2 separate regions of the Mus musculus genome follow, and region 2 is linked to region 1. Evidence: chromatin contacts called from public HiChIP or PLAC-seq data. All regions are on one chromosome and are shown on one strand. The core of a region is the stretch at or near the end of the contact, and the rest is flanking DNA. Distances in the headings are between cores, read along the strand shown.

The links. HiChIP or PLAC-seq counts read pairs in DNA pulled down with a chosen protein or histone mark.
Region 2: a FOXA1 HiChIP or PLAC-seq map of pancreatic cancer cells shows a contact between it and region 1. The contact joins two enhancer-like sites.

The regions. Positions count from the first base shown.
Region 1 is chr10:98,373,035-98,379,631 of GRCm38.p6, reverse strand. No RefSeq gene overlaps it. Among named protein-coding and RNA genes, the nearest start is that of Gm8633, 24 kb to the right of the region's middle. Within about 2 kb of position 5,176, at least 34 of the 459 cell types and tissues checked have an H3K27ac peak or open chromatin away from gene starts, as enhancers often do. A contact at or near this core is called in pancreatic cancer cells, where this site is marked.
Region 2 is chr10:97,791,724-97,797,660 of GRCm38.p6, reverse strand. All of the region lies in intron 3 of Gm10754 (predicted gene 10754), which reads left to right. Among named protein-coding and RNA genes, the nearest start is that of Gm25658, 50 kb to the right of the region's middle. Within about 2 kb of position 3,645, at least 15 of the 459 cell types and tissues checked have an H3K27ac peak or open chromatin away from gene starts, as enhancers often do. A contact at or near this core is called in pancreatic cancer cells, where this site is marked.

The DNA.
Region 1 (6,597 bases), core at 3,927-6,426:
GTCTGATCAGGTAGATAAGGAAGGAAGAGCACAGAGAGAGGTATTCTAGTATGTACTTGCCAACAAGACTGACACAGGTCAAAGCCAGGTGCTGAGCCCAAGGACAGTGGCAAAGAAGCTTGGGGTGTCTACAGGTCTACCACTGGCATACAGGTGCTAGGAGTATGGATGAGAAATGAGCATGTTGCTACATTAATTCTTGCAAGACAGCACTAGCTGACTATTCAGCCCCCTGCTTTCCCATAATGACATGCTCTCCACTCTCACTCTAAGTAGGTTCACTGGGCACAGGCCATACTTGTATTCTGCAGGGAGTAGTGTGTGCTCTAAACTCCAAAGTCAGGAAAGAGGTGAATTATGGGCATGTGGGAGGTTGAAAGAAATACATGGTAGGAGTCACAGGTAGATAAGGCATATTTTATTCACCGGAACACAGGCTTCTAGGCAGGCAGACACCAGTAGGAACCTAGGTACGTGACTAGGCACATACAAAAACTAGCATATAGACTTCCAGAAAGACAAACATAAGCAGTCAGGTGAAGGCAGTGATGCAGGTTGCTGATATGAAGGCCTCATTCATACAAAACTTGCACACAAGTGGCATTCTGCTAAAAATATATTTTAATAATTATATGCTAGATTGCATACCTTTATTTTGGGGTTCCCTGGTCATTTGGCATCAGACATTTGGCGCTGTTTCATAGCTTCCCTACCCCAGATATCCAGTATTATCCATCCTTGCCCAGCCTGGATGTCTATAGCAACACCATGTTCTATAAACATGACCTGGTCCTTATGGCCTCCTGTTCCCGATAAGCAGACACCATACATAGCTATCATTCACGTGATACTAATTCTGCAAGTATGTGGAATGCATGAGCTGTGGAATGACTCTGAATTTCACTAATATTTTAGTAGAAAGGATAGAAGGCCATGAAGAAAACTGCTGCTGTGAAATACACACACACACACACACATACACACACACACACATACATATATATATACACACACACATACATATATATATATATATATATATACACACACATACACACACATATACATACACACACACACACACACACACACACACACACACACACACATATATATATATATATATATATATATATATATATATATATATATACACACGTATACACACACACACACACACATATATATCAGCACCATATATATGGTGCTGATATATGTATACAGCATGGGCAAGGATGGATAATACTCTATACTGGGGTAGGGAATAAATATATAATATATATGTATTATATATAAAATATAAAATTATATGTGTAATTATATAGATGATACTTATATAGTCTAATAATAAGTTAATATTATGATATATATGTATATATAGAATTGTGTATGCACACATAACTAGGTTATAGACTTATGACAAGAAGTAGTTTTCCTTGAGTCTCAAGTAAGACTTGAGATTTGAATGATGATAAAATGAATTCATAACTTGAGACTATTGGGACAGAGGGACTGTATTTTGCATCATGGGCAAAACATGATTGTTAGGGGCTTGGATGAAGAATACTATGGCTTTGAATATGTCCTTTTAAGTTTTGTGTGTTTTAAGTGTATTTACTGTGGAGATATCAAGTTGGGTGAAACAATTAAGAGCTATAGATCAGTTACAGAGACAAAATTTGGAGCTGTGACGAAAGGATGGACCATCTTGTGATTGCCATATCCAGGGATCCATCCCATAATCAGCTTCCAAACGCTGACACCATTGCATACACTAGCAAGATTTTGCTGAAAGGACCCAGATATAGCTGTCTCTTGTGAGACTATGCCAGGGCCTAGCAAACACAGAAGTGGATGCTCACAGTCAGCTATTGAATGGATCACAGGGCCCCCAATGGAGGAGCTAGAGAAAGTACCCAAGGAGCTAAAGGGAACTGCAACCCTATAGGTGGAACAACAATATAAACTAACCAGTACCCCGGAGCTCTTGACTCTAGCTGCCTATGTATCAAAAGATGGCCTAGTTGGCCATCACTGGAAAGAGAGCCCCATTGAACTTGCAAACTTTATATGCCCCAGTACAGGGGAACGCCAGGGCCAAAAAGGGGGAGTGGGTGGGTAGAGGAGTGGGGGATGGGTGGGTATGGGGGACTTTTGGGATAGCATTGGGAAATGTAAATGAGGAAAATACCTAATTAAAAAAAAGAAGTGCAAAAAAAAGAGTTATAGATCAAATTAGGTAGCTAGATTCTGGGAGCATCGTCCTTGGAATCGATTGATGTAGGTTTCCTGGAACTTAGTTCATTTTCTTCAGTGTGAATTGTTATAATGGATCGTGGTTCAGGTCTTGAATTTCTTTTCTGTATAAATTTCCCCCTACTCCTATGCATACTGAGATGTCATCATAATAAGGACAATACCCGAATTATAAGCTTTCTACGGTAAGACTTTTATATAACATTTCTCTCTATTATTCATAAAAAGAAATGTACATTGAGTTAAAAAATAAAAGCAAATAAGGTGAATCTAAGTTGAGTTAATGAAAAGTTAAAAATTCAAATAAGATAAAAATTTATTTACCTCACAAATAAAATATTTGGGTAAGTGACCAGGCATTAGTTTGTTGACTCCACAGTCTTTGGTCACCTGACACTTGCATGTGCCTGTTTTGCTGTCCTCAGCATGGATGGAATTTCATGGTCAAGGCTCTTCTACTGTCACCCCCAGTTTCTAAATCACATATATCAAGAAATAGAACTAAAGAGATGAAAGAAAGTTCTGTTTTCTTCATGGACACTTTGCAGATGTTGATTAAAACCCTTTTTATTTCCCACAAGAAGGAATAATTAGTTTGCCTTCCTTGCAAAGAAACCTGGACGTGGTTTTCATTATTCTAAATATTTTTAGCTCACAATGCACAAATGAAGGAGTGGACATTAGGCACAGATAGCATTTTAAGATAAACCATATAGATCCCTCAGGACCATTGCTTGCAAGTCTAACATATAACTGCAGTTTGGTAGCTTGACAAGAACAGGATTTACTGAACATGATGGTCCACACGTGTATTCCTAGCATGAGGGGGAAGCAGGATTTGAGGGCAGCTTGGCTTACATGGTAAGACCTGGTTTAAAAGAACAGAAAATAAAATAAAACTGGAAACCCAACAAAGCAAATCAAACCAGAAACTTATTGCATCATAGTTCAGGAAGCCTAAAATCCAAATGGAGTTTCAGTGGACCAAAATAAAGATCAATGTTAGCTGTCTTGTTCTTTCCCAAAGCTAGTGACTAGTCTGTTTTACTTCCTTCTCTAACTTACAGAAGTTACCCATAATCCTTAGTTCAAGCTCTCTGTCTATCTGGTAACCACAGGATTTGATCTTCACTAAAGTTGTCACATTTCTTTTTTTCCTGTGCTTTCTTCCATTCTCTCTCTCTCTCTACTTCTCTCTCTCTCTCTCTCTCTCTCTCTCTCTCTCTCACACACACACACACACACACACATACACACAGACAGACAGACAGACACACACAGGCATACACACACACAGACACACACAATCAGTAACACTTCACAGTCTCTGCATTGGCATGGAAAGTTGAGGATGTCTTTAGGAGAAGTCAACCCATCATGGAATGAATATTTAGAGAACCAACTTCAGAGAAAGTAGTAAAAAGCATTGAGACACTGTTGCATAATATTACATAGTTTCATCTTGATTTTGAAATGTTTTCATGGTGTGTGTGTGTGTGTGTGTGTGTGTCTGTGTGTATGGGTGCATGTGCCCATCTGATTGCTTGGATGGCAAGGCCAGAGGCAGTATCCTTAGTTTTCTTTACCACAGTCTACCTTACATTTTGAGATAGGACCTTTCACTGAACTCAGCGATTATTAACTGGGTGACTGCCCAGTAATATCCATGGATCTACCTGTATTTGGAATACTCTTCTCTCCCACACTGCAATTTCAGCCACACTTGCTGTGTTCAATTTTACTCACAGCTGCTAGGCATCTGAAGGTTGGTCTCCATTCTTGCACAAGTGCTTTACTGACTGAGCTATCTTCCTGATCCTGATTTGTTGTTGCTGTTGTTTGTTTGTTTGTTTTTTCTGAGCTACGTGCAACACAATCAATCACAATTTAAAAACCATACTGAAGTTTATGGCTTAAAATTTTTTTCCTTGTTTTCCATGTGACAGGGCCATTAGTGAGGTTGGCCTAGAATTCCAGAGATTTCCTAGAGAACACTTCTGTCTTAAAGCTCTCCATCATTAGAGGTGTGAGCTTTTTTCTCTCCTAATTTTTCTCCACTGTGTTGGTAAATATGTATAACAGAAAATTATACTTCCAGTCTCTCAATCTGCCTTTCTGAAAATCTGGCAGTGTGCATATTGAAGGGCCTCACAATGCTATCTAAGCACTTTAACACTTAGCTATTTCCGCAGCCTTTTTTTTTTTTTTTTTTTTAACTTTGAGAAAGGATCTCAGATGCCTAGGCTGGCCTTAAGCTTAAGCTAGAGCCTAATAAGGCACTAAACTGGCTTGCCTTGTTTCTCAGTAGTCAAGCTTATAGCCTGTGTCACCAGGCTACCAACTTAGCTTTTTTTTTTTTTTTTTAATTTACTAATCATCTGGAAAACAAATAAAGGATAGATTCCTAGCCATGCTCATAAACAAATTACCAGTAGACTAGTCATTCTTAAAATGGGTCACAAGCCCTTTAAGGGGACTGTCACATGACCCTTCATAAAGGTTGCCTAAGACCATTGGAAAACACAGATATTTATATTATGATTCATAAGAGTAGCAAAGTTACAGTTACAAAAGAGCAAACAAAATAATTGTATAGTTGGTGGTCACTATAAAATGAAGAACTTTAAAAAGGGGCTCAGCATTAGGAGGTTTGAGAATCACTACTCTAGACAGTTATGTGTGTCAAGCCTCTCATTTTTTTAAAATACTAATTTATCTGTGTCCATGAAGGTGTTTACAGTTTGTGATTTGAGAGCACAATCAGTTGGTTTTCAGAAAAAAGTTATCTTAGATAACACAAGTGGTCTGATGCAGTCAGATGAATGTAATGCACAGTTGAGACTCCCCTGGAGAAGAGATGGGACCAGTGGAGCTAAGCTGCAGCGTGTGAAGGGTGGGGCAGGCTTCCCCTTAGACTTCTAGCTTGCTTTGACAGCTCACTGGATCATTTTCTGTACAGTCCATTCTTTAACGTATCTCTCTCACTGGCTCTGTGTATCTAATGATACTCCTTGCTTAAAAAAAAATCAGCATCTGGGGTATTGCTTGGTGGTGTATACTGAAATTAAATTGAACACACACAAATACACACACACACACACAAATACACACCACACACACACACACACACACACACACACACACACACACACACACCAAAATACTGACTGTCTATGGACATCATTATCTGAAAAAAGAGCTAGACCTTTTGACAAGGCCTTAAGCACTGTAAACTTACTTCGGACTATATTTGTATTGACTATGAGTCAGTGTTTTAAATCCAACAATAACAGTTTTACTCTGCATAGCTACCACGACTGCAGCAGTTGCCATGATCAGTACAGTGCGGAATCTAGGCAGTCATCGGCAAACAGGTCTTTATTGTCTATGTTTTAAATCCAAGAAACTGCAACAGACAGTAAGAACTTCTGCTCCATCAGTGGCCATAGTAGTAGGAAGAGAGAAAAAAAAGACAGCTGTTTTCCTCACAGCACCCCTTACCCCCAGGAAGGTGGTGAGAATCAGTATTTCATGCTGAATAAAGGGTGTCCTTAAAACAAAGCCAAAAAAAATTACATTTGAGCACTGAAAAAGCCTCCTACTTTAAGGCTTATTGTTTTCTTCTGATGGCAGGGATTCAGAAAATGATAAAAGCTGCTTTCCCCTTTCCACATCAACTAAGAAGAAATGCTCTGTCTTGTCCAAATAATGTGAGGTCAAAGGGAGATGGAAGCAGTCTGAGTAGGTCAGGGAATCTCCAGAATGCCAGGCTGTGGCCACTAACAGCAAGTTACAGCTTGTAAGAACCTGTGATGCTGAAATGCAATAAATTCTGATTATCCCACAAGCACAATGTGGGTGATGCTCGTAAATCTCGACAGGAATGTGAACTACAGAACTCACAAGGCGCTCTGACTTTTACCTTCATGTCTCACTGAACAGAAAGACTTTAGCATCAAGAACCCTGCCCTTGAGAGAGTGGATCCTTGGTTCTCTGCCTGCTTGATGTCTCACCAGAGAATGGAGTCATCCTCTATCTTTGTTGTTCTCTTCAACTTGCACCTGGGCTCACAAATCCATTTTCTTAAAAAGTAATACAGTGCCATTGGGCTCACTATGTGCCTTTAATGATTTTTTTGTCTCAGAAAACTATTTTCTTGGCATTAGACTTTCCATCTATGACCGAGTTAAAAATTCATGCTTTCTGTATGAGAGGCAATAATAGATATTCAGAGAAATCAACTTCTGGATCAAATGACCTTCCAAACAGAGGAAGGCACCTGAGAAAGTGGGACTTAATTTTGAAAAGATTTCTACAGGAGTTTCCAAATAGATTTTTTT
Region 2 (5,937 bases), core at 2,396-4,895, 580 kb after region 1:
TCCAAAAATCATAGACCAAGTAAAAGATCAAACAACGTGACCCCTGGTTATTTGGGTCTGCAGAATTGCCGTATTTTCATGGATCAGTGCCAACTCTGCTCGAAAGCCACAAAGCCACGACGTCATACAGTCCAGCTCTGGGAAGCGTGAGGGGCAGCTCTCAGCATTAATGTAATGTTTATGCTTTGCTTTCCTGAATATGCTCATGAGTCCTGGAAACCAAGGCAAGATAAGATAATGTTAGAATCTGAATTTGACATGCCCACGCCAGGCTGAGGCTTTGAATTGTGTCCTTCACTTGTGGCCCTGTTTTGAAGGTAGTAGAGCCATAAGATGTCACCAGGCTAATAGATGGGCTTCTGAAGGCTTCCGTTGAATTTGGTTCTAGACGTTCTCCAATTACCTGGTCTCACACATTCATGTATGACTTCTTGTGGGTGATGGGGAAAATGCATTACATTCTGACTACGGTTTCCCTGCCCTCCACTGCCCCCAGTACTTCCCTACTGTTTGGCCCCATGCATGCTTCCTCTGCTTCCTTTAAAAAAAGAACAACCTTCCCAAATATATCCACCGACGATGGCCCAACAAGTTACAATAAAACTCATCACAAACCATGATATCAAGGTTGGACAAGGCAACAGAGTAGGAGGAAAGGGGTCCCAAACATGGGGAAGAGTCAAAGCCCACTCCCACTGTTGGGAGTCCCACAAGAACATCCAATTATATAACCATACGTTATAATGCAGTGGAAACACCCTGGAATCTACGAGCTTGACCCTAGCAGAGCTTACTTACTTTATAAGTCTTAAGGGCCCCACCTCCTTTCAGTAGAGAATGTTTCAGTTCTGACAAAATAGCTACACAGCATGCCATTTCTTCCTCCAGTTTTTACATTCTTTTCTTACCCTCTTCTGTCATGGTTCATGTGGAAGGGTCAAAGAGATGTCCGATTCTTTTTCTTCTTGTGCATACAGTTAATATACCACAGTATCACTCATTTCTTTGTAGGGTCCTGATTAGTTATGTCTCTGTAATACTTCACAAATTTAAAAGAAGATCATTCCTTCCAGGACAGACCCAGAGTAATGGTAGCACTAATCTGTGGTTACAAATAAAAATATTTTAGAAAGCAATTTTTACAGGTGCACTGTCTCCATTTAACTATGATGAAACCCCAAACCAACAACAACAACGAAATAGAAGCAGCAGCTGGTCCCCCATTAGGACATATGACCTGCCCATAAGTAGCCATTTGAACTGATAGTCAGTTGACCATTGTCTAATTTGAAAGGAACAAGATAGAAAACAGTTGGTTGCACCTGTGTCATTAATATTATTATTGTACCAGTGTGTACACATTCCTGACAATATTGTTACTCTACCAGGCAGTGTCCATAATTATCAGGACTTCAGCTGACAATTTTCTATCAGTGACCTGAATGACAACTTTAGCCAGGAGCAGTGAGTCCTCCGCTCATTCCAAGCCCCATAGTCAAAGTGGGCGGGCCTCGGCAATCCTGTCTTATCATCTGGTTCTGGCATAAACCAAACAATAGTCACAATAGGTGTTGGCAACCAAAGACAATAACTTATGATTAAATACTCCAACACTGGTATTGGAATTATTTCCAAACAATTGTATGGGACCTATGATGGCTACTCTTGGTCATCAAAGTGATTATATCTAAAATTAACTAAAATCCAAAAGTCAAGAGAACAGCTATGAGGTATTTCTCCTCAAAGTATAAAAACATAGTTCTTCATACAGATCTTTGATATAGGAAGACACACCTTTAATCCAGATCATTAATCTAGATATAATATGGACCAAGCCTTCTGCTGTATACACACACACACACACACACACACACACACACACACACACACACAAACACACATACACATTGCTCTTCTCTTGACCTGCTTGCTCTCACTTTCCTGGTAAATCCATTCTTTCAGTCTAATAAATCTAACTTATACAACAAATACACCGTCTGCCCTCTGTGCTTTCAAAATGTACAAGACATTCAATGGTTAGCATTACATAATGAAACCTTTTAAGGTGGTGGGCAGAATCTCTGAAAGCCAAGTATTATCCATACTAATAGTGCCATTTCGTCTTGTAAGGAAAAGCAGATATTTTAAAAGGTCTAATAAATATGACATGATCCCTTTACTTTTATCAATTGCTCCAACAAAGAGCAATCTTGCATATAGGGACATGAATGACAGGCACTAACTTATTTGGCCTAATATAATGTACTCTAACCTTTCAGGAACCATCAACAATTCTCATTATGGAATGTTGTTGCTGGTAAGAGACCACTGCACATATCTCCATCTTAAATGGTCTCTGGGATTCTTGCCTGTCATAATCTGGCTGTTTCAGGTGTAGGATGGAGTGTGGCACTACTTTGCTAACCATACTTGCCACTGAATAGCTTTGGGGTCAGGACTGAAGCTTCAACCTGTCCATTGGTCACATCTAGCTGCTGAAAGGTCCCTGGGTTAAGTAAACAGCCTATATATATTTACTTACAGGGGAGAAACACATGCAATATGTTTAGGGCAGGATAATAAATCACCCCTAGGGTCATATTAATCTGTTTTGTAACTTTGATATCTTATTATTTAGGTCTTCTGTAAATGATTGCTTAGTCTGTAAAGCCTTCGTGAAGTTCAGTAGCATAGAATCTAGACTTCTGATATTTGTTTTTCACCCTAGGATCTCCAGCTCTACATGAATCCTTGCACATTTGTTTTCAAGTGACAGGGATAAACTAGATTTTTGTTGTTGTTTTTGTTTTCATTTTCATCCTCTCTTGATTTCATCTGTAGACAAAATTTACATGTTAATCAATGCTATTCATATCTTTCAGCTTCTCCTCTCCCTCATAAAGATCCTTTATCACCATGAAAATCACCAAACACATCAAAATCCCATACCAGTCTAGAGATCCCTGATGAATTAATCTTACTTGTAGGCTTTCTGTAGGCTTTCTGTGAACACAGTTCTACCTGACCTGGTGAATACCGCATCAGCACCACTTGTCAATGCCTAAATCCCTAGTAGTGCTTGCCCTTTCCATGATGTCTTAAATCCCAATCCAATAATAGCCAAATATTTCCCATAGATCATCAGAACAGTATTTGGACTCTGTTTCCTGAATAGTTTCAAGTTACACAGTCATTCCCCCAATGACAGATGAGATGATATGGCTCAGTTTTGCTGTTTTTATGCAACTCAGACTGAATACCCCTGCCCCATGCCCTGTAGCCTCCGACTCCAGCTCATGGGAGACTTTCCTAATGCTTGTATAAAGCCTTTGCCATTTAAAACAGTTGAGTGAGTATCTCCTCATTATCATCATTTCCTTTGCTCACATGCTGAGGTGTGAATTTTCCCTCCTTATGTATTAAAGAACATACATGAGAACAATAGTCTGTGAGGGCTACCTCCTTCTCTCCTTTTTTATGCTCCAATTCTTCTCACTGGTTTATTCAACAACTTTCTCTAAGTTGCTGATGCTTAGGAGAGGCTCTTTTGGTATAGATCCAATAGCAACTCTCCTTGTATACTTTCTACTGTAAGAAATGCAAGCCAATATCACCACATGACTTCCCACCTTCTGTTTGTTCTGACGCATAACCGATTTGATTGACACACATTTGTGAGTCATAATGTAAATATGACTCAGAGTCAGTATAGTACTGAATCAGAGTAATTACCATAAATATGATCACCATGAAAATTTCTTTAGGGCAAGAACAAAGAACATTTGAACACACACAAACACATACACACACACACACACACATAAAATTGTTCATTGTATTAAACAATGGAAAATAGGTAAGCCACACAGAAAATTATAATTGAGTAATAGAGCATTTTAAAGGTATGAGTAGCCACTTGAGTATATGGATTTAAAGTATAATTATCCTAAACACTGTGTTCATTATCCTAGCAATGTTCACTTGTACAGGGCAAACAAAAAGGCACAAGTAGGTTTGCAGCAAATCAGGATTATACAAGTTTAGAACAAAGGCAAGGAGAAATAGAGAATCACTCACAAAGTAAGAAAAATAAATGCAAGGATATGACTTGTATTCCTTTTTGAAATGAGAGAAGTTGTAGTCCTAGTTTGCAAGCCTGTAACTTGACAGTAAAGCATTGGAAATGCTTCAGTTTCCCTGGTAATCAAGAAACACCCAATTAGCAATCACCATCATTGCTTTCATGTTGCCCTGGGTTATAAATATCTATGGCAGACAATGAAGGAAGTTAAGAAGGTGGAGGGTAATGAATAATGAGAATACATTGGGCTGGCAGATGAGATGTTTCAATGAGAACAAATACAATTATTCTTGGAACTTGAGTAAATAAGACTAAGCTAAACAGAATAGAAGGCTTTATAGAGAGTCTGTTGGGTCAATCAGGTAGGAGGTATGGCAACATGACCCAATAGCAACATGCTTCAGATGAACAAGTTGTTAGCAAAAAGCAGAAGCTATTGTTTCAAGCCACCAGCTTCCAACAGAGAGGGACTTCAGTTCTTTTTAGTGACTTGCTGTGGGAGGGATAGGGGAACATTCATTTCACTGAAACAAATCAATTTCCTTGTAGGACAGCTCAATTTTCCATAAAAACCATATATAAGGAGAGGGCATTGACAAACGACATATGAATTTAAAGTCAATCAGTGATTAAAGATTTAGAATTCAGAAGATCAGTGTCATGGGATGTAAAGAGAGGTAGTTATCCTCCTTTCTTTTGAGACACTGAGTCAGGGATGCTAGAGTACTGGCCAAGAATGATCAAAGCAAGTAGTAATTTGTCAGAGACACGGAATTTTGATCTGTAGATAAGTCCCACACTAATCTCTCAATGATACCCTTGGAAGCACAGGAAATAACGCATAGGTCAAGGATTTTGTAATTTTGCCTGCCTTGTGCTATTTATGATTTCTTACTTTATTATATTGTTATTTTTCACTATTGTTTTGTGACCAATTTTATGAAGCAGAGTATATAATTCCTAAAATAAATGTACTTTTTTAGTGATTTCATGTGGCACAAAGTAAATTACAGCAGCTCAGAAAGAGTTAAATGTGCTTAATATTTCTGAAACTGATTTATTATCTGAATATTTATTTAAAAAATCACTCTGTTAATTTATATATGTATATGTATTTACGTATACAATAACACTATTTTATGCCATTAATCCCAATAAATAATATATCTTCAGAATGAAATATGAGTGAAAGAAAAACACCGATTCAATGAAAACTTAATAGTATTGTTTTTATATTTCCTCAATGGTGGTAGACTTTTTACTCCTCTTGAGGTTTTATATAGTAATTTTTTATTTCATTTTAAATTGGGGTTTTGAAATGTTATACTTCTAAAATGTAATTTTATCATAATTTTCCAAGAACCTCCCAATATCCTCCAACCACCCAAATGCATATTTTTTCTCATTAAAGAGAAAACAAAACAACCTCTACTAAAGCTCAACAATCAAAACAAGAGAGCAAAAAATCAACCAAACTAAGAAGTACGTTCTGTGTTGATGGACTACACTGGAGCGTCTGCCCAGAGTGTGACTGATGAATACTGAATCAGGTCTGAGGTTGAGCAGTATTTCATGCAGACTCATTTCTTCAGTAACCCAAAGGGCTCCTATCAGTCCTTCCAGTGACAAAGATATTGTAAACCATTTCACACAAATATCTTTGCCACTAGGTTTTCAACAAATCAAACACCTTCTTGAATTTGGAAAGAAATGGGAAAGCAATAGAATGTGTAAAAAGTAGAAATATCTCCCCTGTCACAGGCTTGCCTCAATCAAGATTCTAAGCTTGTTTTATGGGAGGGATGATTTTGCTTAAGTCTCATAAACATTTTGTCTAGACTTCAGTCCCTGGATAA